Regions from separate parts of the Mus musculus genome. Here region 2 is linked to region 1. The links are chromatin contacts, called in public Hi-C maps. All regions are on one chromosome and are shown on one strand. Each heading gives the region's core, a stretch centred on a gene start, on an enhancer-like site or on the middle of the called end of the contact. The rest is flanking DNA. Distances are from core to core; before and after follow the strand shown. Region 1 overlaps Gm33459 (a long non-coding RNA gene). Region 2 overlaps Gm33562 (a long non-coding RNA gene).

What was found. A called contact is a pair of places that touch in the nucleus more often than the background predicts.
Region 2: a Hi-C map of liver shows a contact between it and region 1, with 21 times the contacts expected there. The contact joins two enhancer-like sites. A contact is called at or near these places in 3 of 39 promoter capture datasets (embryonic stem cells and liver) and 8 of 484 Hi-C or Micro-C datasets (all in liver).

Annotation. Positions count from the first base shown.
Region 1 is chr9:74,520,024-74,524,451 of GRCm38.p6, forward strand. Gm33459 (a long non-coding RNA gene) reads right to left here. Exons shown (of 2, transcript XR_379628.2): 2 at 1-1,660. Among named protein-coding and RNA genes, the nearest start is that of Gm33459, 6.4 kb to the right of the region's middle. Within about 2 kb of position 2,643, at least 3 of the 459 cell types and tissues checked have an H3K27ac peak or open chromatin away from gene starts, as enhancers often do. A contact at or near this core is called in liver, where this site is marked.
Region 2 is chr9:74,790,933-74,795,360 of GRCm38.p6, forward strand. Gm33562 (a long non-coding RNA gene) reads right to left here. Exons shown (of 4, transcript XR_870924.1): 4 at 1,650-1,741. Among named protein-coding and RNA genes, the nearest start is that of Gm22315, 11 kb to the left of the region's middle. Within about 2 kb of position 2,664, at least 4 of the 459 cell types and tissues checked have an H3K27ac peak or open chromatin away from gene starts, as enhancers often do. A contact at or near this core is called in liver, where this site is marked.

The DNA.
Region 1 (4,428 bases), core at 1,393-3,892:
CCATGTTCCAGTCTTCCAATAAGCCAGACTTTGCAGCATGTAAGTGCATGCTTGTGTTGGCTGGGAGAAGGTGAGACTGGAGGATATTAGAAGAAGGGAGAATAATTTTAGGAATTTGCCGTGCCAGTGAATAGGACATAGCTACCACTCACAGCTGTATAATCTTAGAAACTTGCTTAGCCTCTCCCTGCACATTTCCTCACAGAAAATGGAGACAATAGCAGCGGTCTCCTGTGCTTAGTGTTTGTGTCCAAGGCAATCGTGGTTGTAAAAATGTTCAACATCATGCAGGTAGAGCTTAATGACAATGATTAAGGTGCTGTGATAACACTGCAGAGGGATTGTTGTTGTTGTTGTTGTTGTTGTTGTTTGAAGCAAGATTGCCATTTGCTCTCAAAACTTATTTTTAAAATGAAAGAAACCTTCACCTTGGAAGTACCTACCTAGTTTCAAATGCTTCATTTACTACAAAGGAAAGTACATTCTAAGCAGGTATTATGGCTTCGCCAGTATAGACAAGGGACAAGAGCCAAATAGATATATCTACTCTCTCCACCCTTTGTCACATTTGCGTAGTCATGAGGAAGGAGAAGCTGCTTTCTCTTCAACAGTGGGTTGCTCAAAATCTCAGTGAATCTGTCCTGTCAAAGCAGTTTGAGCCACATAAAAGGGGAGACATTAAGTAAACTCGGGCACCAGCCAACAGCATATATTGATTGATTTCTGTGTGAAGAGTGTTGCATTTTGTGCTGAATGGGATCCCGTATGTTCATTCTCCAAGGCAGGGAGTTGACCTGGTATAGGTTGACCTGGGTTTTTCTGTAAAAGCATTCCCCAGATAGCAGCTTAAGCAGCTGTTAACCGAAAGAGAAAACTCCTTTCCCGATACCTTTCACTCTCAAGCCTCGTGGTGCTCCCAGGATATCTTCTGTGCTGTGGACTGTTTTGTTTATCCTTGCTGCACAGCCTCTCCGCGGACCTGAGAAAGGCTTGAGACCTTGGAGCACAGGCAAAGAACTCAGCTTTGCAAGGTTTAAAAATAAACAAGGGTGGACTGGGTAGCAAGACAAAGGTATCTGAACTTTTGATAATTCATTTTCAATTTGGTGATCACCTTGGATATTTAATCATGTTTAGATTGCATTTGTATTTCTCCCTACAAATTAGTGAAGGTTGCAAAAGCCTCTTGTTCATAAGATGGGAGCCTTTATGTTTGATTTTGCTCTTTCCTCTTGGGTGTCCTATGACTGTGGATCCCACCTGAGCTCCTGATGGTTATGTATCAGCTGTATCTACACTCCAAAGAGAGAGACCTCAGAAAGGGCCCCTAACATTCATATCTGTGTGCTCTCTGTAGGTGTTTGGGTTTGGCTGGTCTTCACTCTCTTGTCCCATTTCAACCCTCTCAATCAATATTCATTTGTATTTCAAAAAAATCACATTATTTACATTAATCCAAGTTCTCCCTCTGAATTCCTTTTGGAAATTGAAGAACTGTGAACATTTCTATGCAGCAGTATTCTCTATGTCTTCATCGTTTCACACCCTCAGTAATTGTTCTTGGCAAAGGTGTTTGGTTTTCTGTCCATCCGTGCTGTGTGTTGCCTGGATAAAGAAGTGAGGACTAGCCATCCACACTGGAAGTTTAAGACCTCTCGGGCTGCAAGAGAGGAAGTATTAAAAGAATGTCAAATTGGGATTCTATGAATATAAATGGTCAGATACACCAAAACATAAAAGCAAGCAAAAGTTCTCTTGGTTCTAATTGGTTCAGCCTCTGAAATTTGATACTTTAATTGCGGTGTTCTTGGACTTCTACCTAGGAGTGATTATTGGAAGGAGCTTAAGCTTTTGCCTATAAGGTGGCTGCAGAGAAGAGGCAAGAGCCAAGCTTCAAAATGAGTCTGCCTGGAGCAGAAATCAATAAAAGAAAAAGAAGGAGGAGGAAGAGCAAGAAGAGAAGGAGGAAGAGGAGAAAGAAGAGGACAGGGGGAGGGGGAGGAGGATAAGAGAAGGGAAGATAATGCAAGATAATGATTGATACAGATAGACAGACAGACAGATATGTAGATGATAGACTGATAGATGATAAATGGATAATAAATAAAAGATAATTGATTGATAGACATCTGATATGCATACAGAGATGAGAGAAAGAGATGATGGATAATTAAGTAGGTAAACAGATAATGCCAAACATAGACATGATAGATGAATGATATAGCTGATAGGTAAATGTTTGATAGAAGCATATATTTTAGTTATATAGAGATAGACAGACACTCAAGAGGAAATTAAGTAGGTTATTAAAATGATAAGTAAGTACTATTATTTTCAAAGTAAATTTCAAAATAAGAGTCTCAAATGCATTACTCTAATTTGTCATTTTGTTGGGAAAATTTTCCCCTTTCTCTTCAAAGAAATATTACCTGGGGTTCATTAAACAAGGGCTTGACAAATAGATTATGAAACTACCTACAAAGACAGGCAATTTTTATTTGTCTTTGAATTTTAGCCGTTCATTAGTCCACTTTTTACCTTTATTTGTTTTCAAGAAGTGAGGAAATGTGGGTGTGTCACAGGGTGTGTGTTAAGGTCAGAGGGCAACTTCCAGGAGAAGTTTCTTACCTTATGCCATTTGAATTCCAGGGATCAAACCCAGGTCCTCAGGCTTGGGGCAAATGCCCTTAGCCCTGAACCATCTTAGCAGCTCTGTTAGCTCACTTCCCCAGCAGAATCCTTCTCAGCTATGAAAAGGAGGAAACCGCAGTCTCCACTAGGGAAGGAGACTACCAGAGGGAAGCAATGCTTCAGCAGAGCCCCACGGAGGGGAGGGGGCTTTGAACTGTACTGGAAACCAAAGGCGACCTATTAAACTCCAGTACAACTTTTTACCATCTCGTTCTAAGGAGACCAACTCTCTTTAAACATGGGTCCTGTTTGCACACCAATCTAAATGAAGGATTATAAATAAACTATATATGAGGTGGTTGGGGAGATGGCTCAGCAGTTAAGAGAACTTGGGGCTCTTGTAGAGGAACTAAACTCAGTTCCCAGCACCTACACTCGGCAGCTCACAACCATCCATAACTCTAGCTCCTGCCGTCCTCTAATATCTGCAGGCACAAGCAAACACACATGTACACACCCACATATATATTTTTTAAATCTTGAGAAAAGGAAAAACATGAATTCACGTGACTGAATAGGCTCAGAGTCTCATCCTGAAACCCAGCAAGCAGCTTTACTCAGTGTCCTCATTTTTTTATTAGATATTTTCTTTATTTGCATTTCAAATGTTATCCTCCTTCCTGGTTTCCCCTCTGAAAATCTCCTATCCCATGCCTCCTCCCCCTACTCACCAACTCAACCACTCCCACTTCCCTGTCCTGGCATTCCCCCACACTGGGGCATCAAGCCTTCTCAGGACCAAGGGCTTCTTCGCCCATTGATATCTAACAAGGCTATCCTCTGCTACATATGCAGCTGGAGCCATGGGTCCATCCATGTGTACTCTTTGGTTGGATTTAGTCCCTGAGAGCTCTGGGGGTACTGGTTAGTTCATATTGTTGTTCCTCTTCTGGGGCTGCAAGCTCATTAAGAAATCTATCACAGCCTGCCTTCGTAAAATGAGGGAAGTCTGCAGCTCTCCAACCCTTCCTTTCCTCAGGCATCTTTATCACACTCGTCCTAGAAATCCAGAGTCAGTGAGAAACACCCTACACTCCTCAGTTTATTTTTTATAAAGCTCCATTCACTTCCCATCCCCCGCACCAGCCTTATCTGAGCCAGTCACTTCAGAGTGACTTTGTGGCTCATTGACTTTTGGGTAGGGTTGCAGCCCAGTACAACTGTGTGAGCATCCCCACCTCCAATTATCAGGTACACTACCACTGACTGCCCCAAACTCAGATATCCTCTGACTCTCAGGTCAGTGTCCCCTGGCTGATGTATACATAGGAAGAGGATCATACCTTTTATCTTATTGTGATGACTCTTGGATCAACAAGAACAACAACAAAATCATGGAAATAGAGCAAAAGAATGAAGAGCTGGGAAGCACAGGGTGCCTGAAATTTTGTTTTGCTAGGACATTGTTAAAGCCAAGTGTTGAGGATTGTTTAGTTACTTTTTTATTGCTGGGATAAAACACCATGACCAAGGCAACTTATAAAAGAAAGCATCTAATTGGGCTTATGGTTCCAGAAGGTTAGACTCCACAATGGTGGCGAGAAGACATGGCAGCAGAAACAGCTATGAGCTCATATCAGAGAGAGCTAACTGGTAATGGCATGGGATTTTGAAATCCCAAAGTCCCCCCACCCACCACCCAGGGACATGACTTCTCCAATAAGGCCATTCCTCTAAATCCTTCCAGAAGAGTTCCACCGATGAGGGACCAACTTTTCCAAGTCTGAGGCCATAGGA
Region 2 (4,428 bases), core at 1,414-3,913, 270 kb after region 1:
TGCTGAGGGTTAGAAGACAATTCAGTGTTTTGTATTGTGATTTACTGAAGGGTCTCTTAATTATGTTTTGACAGGTACAAGCTCAGGATGGGAGCCAACTGTGCCTCAGCTCAGCAAATGTCAGATGGGATGCTCTCATAAGAGTAGTGAAGAAAACTTCCTGGGGGTAATTAATACTCCTGGTTCCCTGTTCACATGGGGAAATGTCATGGGGCCATGAACTTAGAATTCATGGGAAGGGAAAAAAAACAAAAACAAAAACCTAAATTAAATCAGAATCTGGTCATGTCCTGCCTTCCCTTCTCTGGTATGTGGGAATGAGGGGGAGTGTGGTAGGCTGAGAGCACTCACTGGACCGAGTTCATCATTTCTGCCCACTGCCATAGCAGCCTTCAGTTAGCTCCTAGTGAGGCTTCCAGCCTCTGTCTGCAGCAGAATGGCTCCCTGAATCTGAAGCTAGGATTGCCCATTCCCGGAGCCTGTCCCCGCCACTCTTGACATCCAGCCTCTTGGAACTCATGTGGGATTAAAGTGACTGGTAAGCTGGGCACGCATTGTAAACACAATGCTCTGCAAACATGAGAGGCTGAGTTGAATTCTCAGAACCTACAGGGAAAAAAAATCTGAGTATCGTTGTTCATTGCCACAACCCCGATACTGGGAAGTAGAGACAAATCCTTGAAGCTCATTGCCAGCCCGCATAGCAGGTCTACTGAGAGAGCCTGTCTCAAAAAACAAAAGTGGAGAATAATCAAGGAAAGACCTAATGCAGATGTACACACATGCAGGCACACTCATATCCACAGCCATACACCACAAATACAACACACATACACACACATACTTTATTACAGTGTGTGTGTGTGTGTGTGTGTGTGTGTGTGTGTGTGTGTTTGCATACATAACAAAACCCACATGTGGAGGTCAGAGAACAGTTTGAGGGAGTCAGTTTTCTCCTTTCACCATGGAAGACACAAAAAATCAAAATTAGGTCATCTGGATCAACAGCAAGTGCCTTTACCTACCGAGCCATAGCACTGGCCCTAAATTTTTTTCATTAAAAAAAAGTAATAAAATAAAGTGACTAACGAGCCAGGCACACAGTCAGTGCCTCGGAATCTACTCCCATGGAAACCCTCTGATCTACATCTTTACTTTCTTCCATTCCCTTGTCCATCCCAGGGAAGGAGTGGCTTCTCCACTACCACTCAGGACCTACCTACGCCTGAAGCACAGACACCATGCGTGGGTCACAGGGTAGGAAGCCAGCCTCTCTGCATCCTGGCCTTGTAGGCCATCAAAGCAGTGGCATCCATGGCAGGGCAGCAGCTGGATGCCCAGCCACTTCTCTCAACATGGTCCTGAACTTTCTCTAAGCTAAAGATGTTCTTCATTGCCCAGTTAGGGTAGAGAGAGCACAAGGAAGAGAGAATGGCTTGTTGTGTGGCACGGGGGACCAACAGTTTGTTCTTTCCAGTGTGGCCTACAGCACAGCACTTCCAGACACTAATTCCTGTTGTCAAAAGACCCTAAAGAGTGCATAAAGGCATTTGTTTATATACTCCCATTTCTAATACATAAAATAGACTTACTCTGTTGTGGTGGTGGTGGTGGTGGTTCTTCTTCTTCTTCTTCTTCTTCTTCTTCTTCTTCTTCTCCTCCTTCTTCTTCTTCTTCTTTTCCTCCTCCTCCTCCTCCTCCTCCTTCTTTCTTTCACAAGAGATATTTTCCCCTGCTCTGCCTTTCAAATGCAAGAGGAGAATGAGAACCTGAGGATCCCCAACCTTCATTCATGAATAATCATTTTTTTCCTTGTGCTTTTTTCACATTGCAATGCGTTTAAAAGGCGCTGATAGAGTGCAGACCTGACGACAAACAAGTCACGGGTGCTTTGAAATCATTTCGAGTCACCAATGTTTTGATGCCTTTTTTCCCCTTAAGCATGATGTCTTTCGTGTGAATAGTGAAAAAAAAATGTTTGTAGTAACAATTGTGGGGGTGGGGGGAGGAGGCATAGGAGGAAAAAAAAATAGAAATCCTGTTTGTGTCCATAGGTGCATTGCTGCTGTGAGGGGCTGCAATTTGACTTTGCACAAAAAGGGCCACTGAACAGAAGGTCAAGCAGCTGTCCATTTCCATATCAAAGACACTATCAAAAGGCCAAGAGGCAGTTCACCCAGCAGTCCTTTAGCAAACAATATTCTTCTCCCCTCTCATTTATGATATGTTTTTTATTGCCAAAATAGTTGAGCAAGAAGTTCTCTGGTTCATTTTCTCAGAAACACAAGTGGCTTGTGTGAGGTTGTTGGGACACGTATTCGTTCACAGAATTGGAACTTTTAAGTAATGAGGAACCATTTGAGGACACTGTTCAAAGGTTTTGCAGCAAGGTGACAAACCACAACTAAACCCAGAAGATCCAAGAAGCCCCCAGCTCCACAGTACAAATTATCACATCTGTGAGAGGAGAGCTTTACAAACACCTCAAGGATTCAGCCAGAGCCCCTTGCAGAAACAACGGGAGGAAACCACAGAACATTGGAAACTGAGACTTGTGCTGCTGGATCTATGAACTATTACATCACACCTCATGGGTGTTAGCAAGAGCCAAGCTTGGCCAATCCCTATTTGTCATGAGCCTGTCAGATTGCAACATGCCACAAAAAAGGAGGAGAACTTTGGAACCTTGGGAGATGGCTCAGTCTAGATGCTTCCCATCACAGGGACATGAAGACCTGAGTTCATCAGAGACCTTATCTCAAAAAGCAGGGTGTGTGCAGAATGATTGAGAAAGACACCTGAGCTGATGTCACTCTCTGACTCCCACATGCACACATACACATGCACCACACACATGAACACATATGCACACAAGTGACATGCACACACACACAAAGGCCAACTGGAATACAGATGGGCTGTCACCAAGGCCATCGCTCAGCATTGGTATGCTCTGTGAGCTTTGAGATGAGCAGGCCTCTGGCCACCACTAAATACACTAATTAATTAATGGAGATGGTTGGTGGAAACAGCCTTACTCTATGACCAGCCTATTGAGGGGATGGGGGCAGATTGGATCATGTGATCAGACCCACCAATGCAAGAGTCAAAGCCACATTCGCCCACTGCTCCCAGAAATGTGAGAAGAAGCTAAAGAAAGGTCCGGTGCTGCATGGATGCAGATGTGACACAAACAGCTGGGATTAGGGGAAAATCCAAGGTACAAAATAATTGCTTGAAATGAGTGGTCAGCAGACACCGATTATCATGACAGGAGGAGCATAGCCAGTGAGGTTTCGAGTCATGGGCCAGGCCAGATATTCAGGGTCTTAACGTTCCTGGGAGCTGTCTTTAAAAAGTCCTCACTTTGCCATCTTTAACCCTTTTCTCTGTAAAATGATACAAATGGCTTCTCAGTTTGTCCTTTTACTCCCACAGCAGCAGGGGACTGGATTGATCCCTCCCGAATGGCCAGTCATTAAGGGCTCAGAGCAGCCATGGAAATCACGTAGAGGTCAAGGTAGGGCAATTTCTTTGCTGCTGTGGCCATGCTTCCAAGGGGGAGGGATGCATTTATATGTAACAACTACTCTATTTTGAAAACGTGTCTTGCTATGAAGGAAAATACATTTACTTCCAAAGGTGCCAGCAGTTTTGAATTATGCCACAGAAATCTGATATAATTTCCATTTCCTTATTTCACCTTTAAAGGAGCCTTATTTAAATCATCGGTCATGTTTACAGGACCAAAAGGTGTCTTGCTTTCTTTTCATTTACATTTTTCCAAAGATGCTCTGTCTCCAGTGCTTAAGAGAAATGTCTGTGGGTAAGGAGACAAATAGAGGGAAAGGAAAGAGAGATGAGAAATGGGAGACAGAGAGGGGAAAGGGAAGGGAAGGGAGAATCTGAACTTGGTCCCTGCACAGGCTGTTTCAAGAAGCAACTTCGGGGAGGCTAGAGAACAGCTGAGTTCGGATCCCCATGAGTGTGTAATCCCAGCTCTGGGAAGAAGGAAACAGGTAGATACCTGGGGACCTCTGGCCAGCACGTCCAATTGCATCAGTGAGCTTCAGGTTTAGTGAGAAACCTTGTCTCAAAAACTATAGTTGAGAGCAACTGAAGAAGACTTTAGGTTTCAACTTCAGGCCGGCACACATGCATGCACTGGCCACAAACCCTGCTCCATGCAGGCTTAATGGCAGTGTTGGGGCATCTACCTTCTTTCTTTCGTCAATTAAAATAAAAATCAGGGACAGGCAGCAGCCTGGAAGGTGACTCCACAGTTAAGAGCTCAAGACCAGAGTGTGATTCCTAGTGTCCACATCAGGTGGCTCACAACCACCAAGTGTTCTGATGATCTCTTCTGGCCTCCTGAGGCACCAGCATGCATGAGGCATTCAGTCACACAGACATGAAGTGACAACTTTG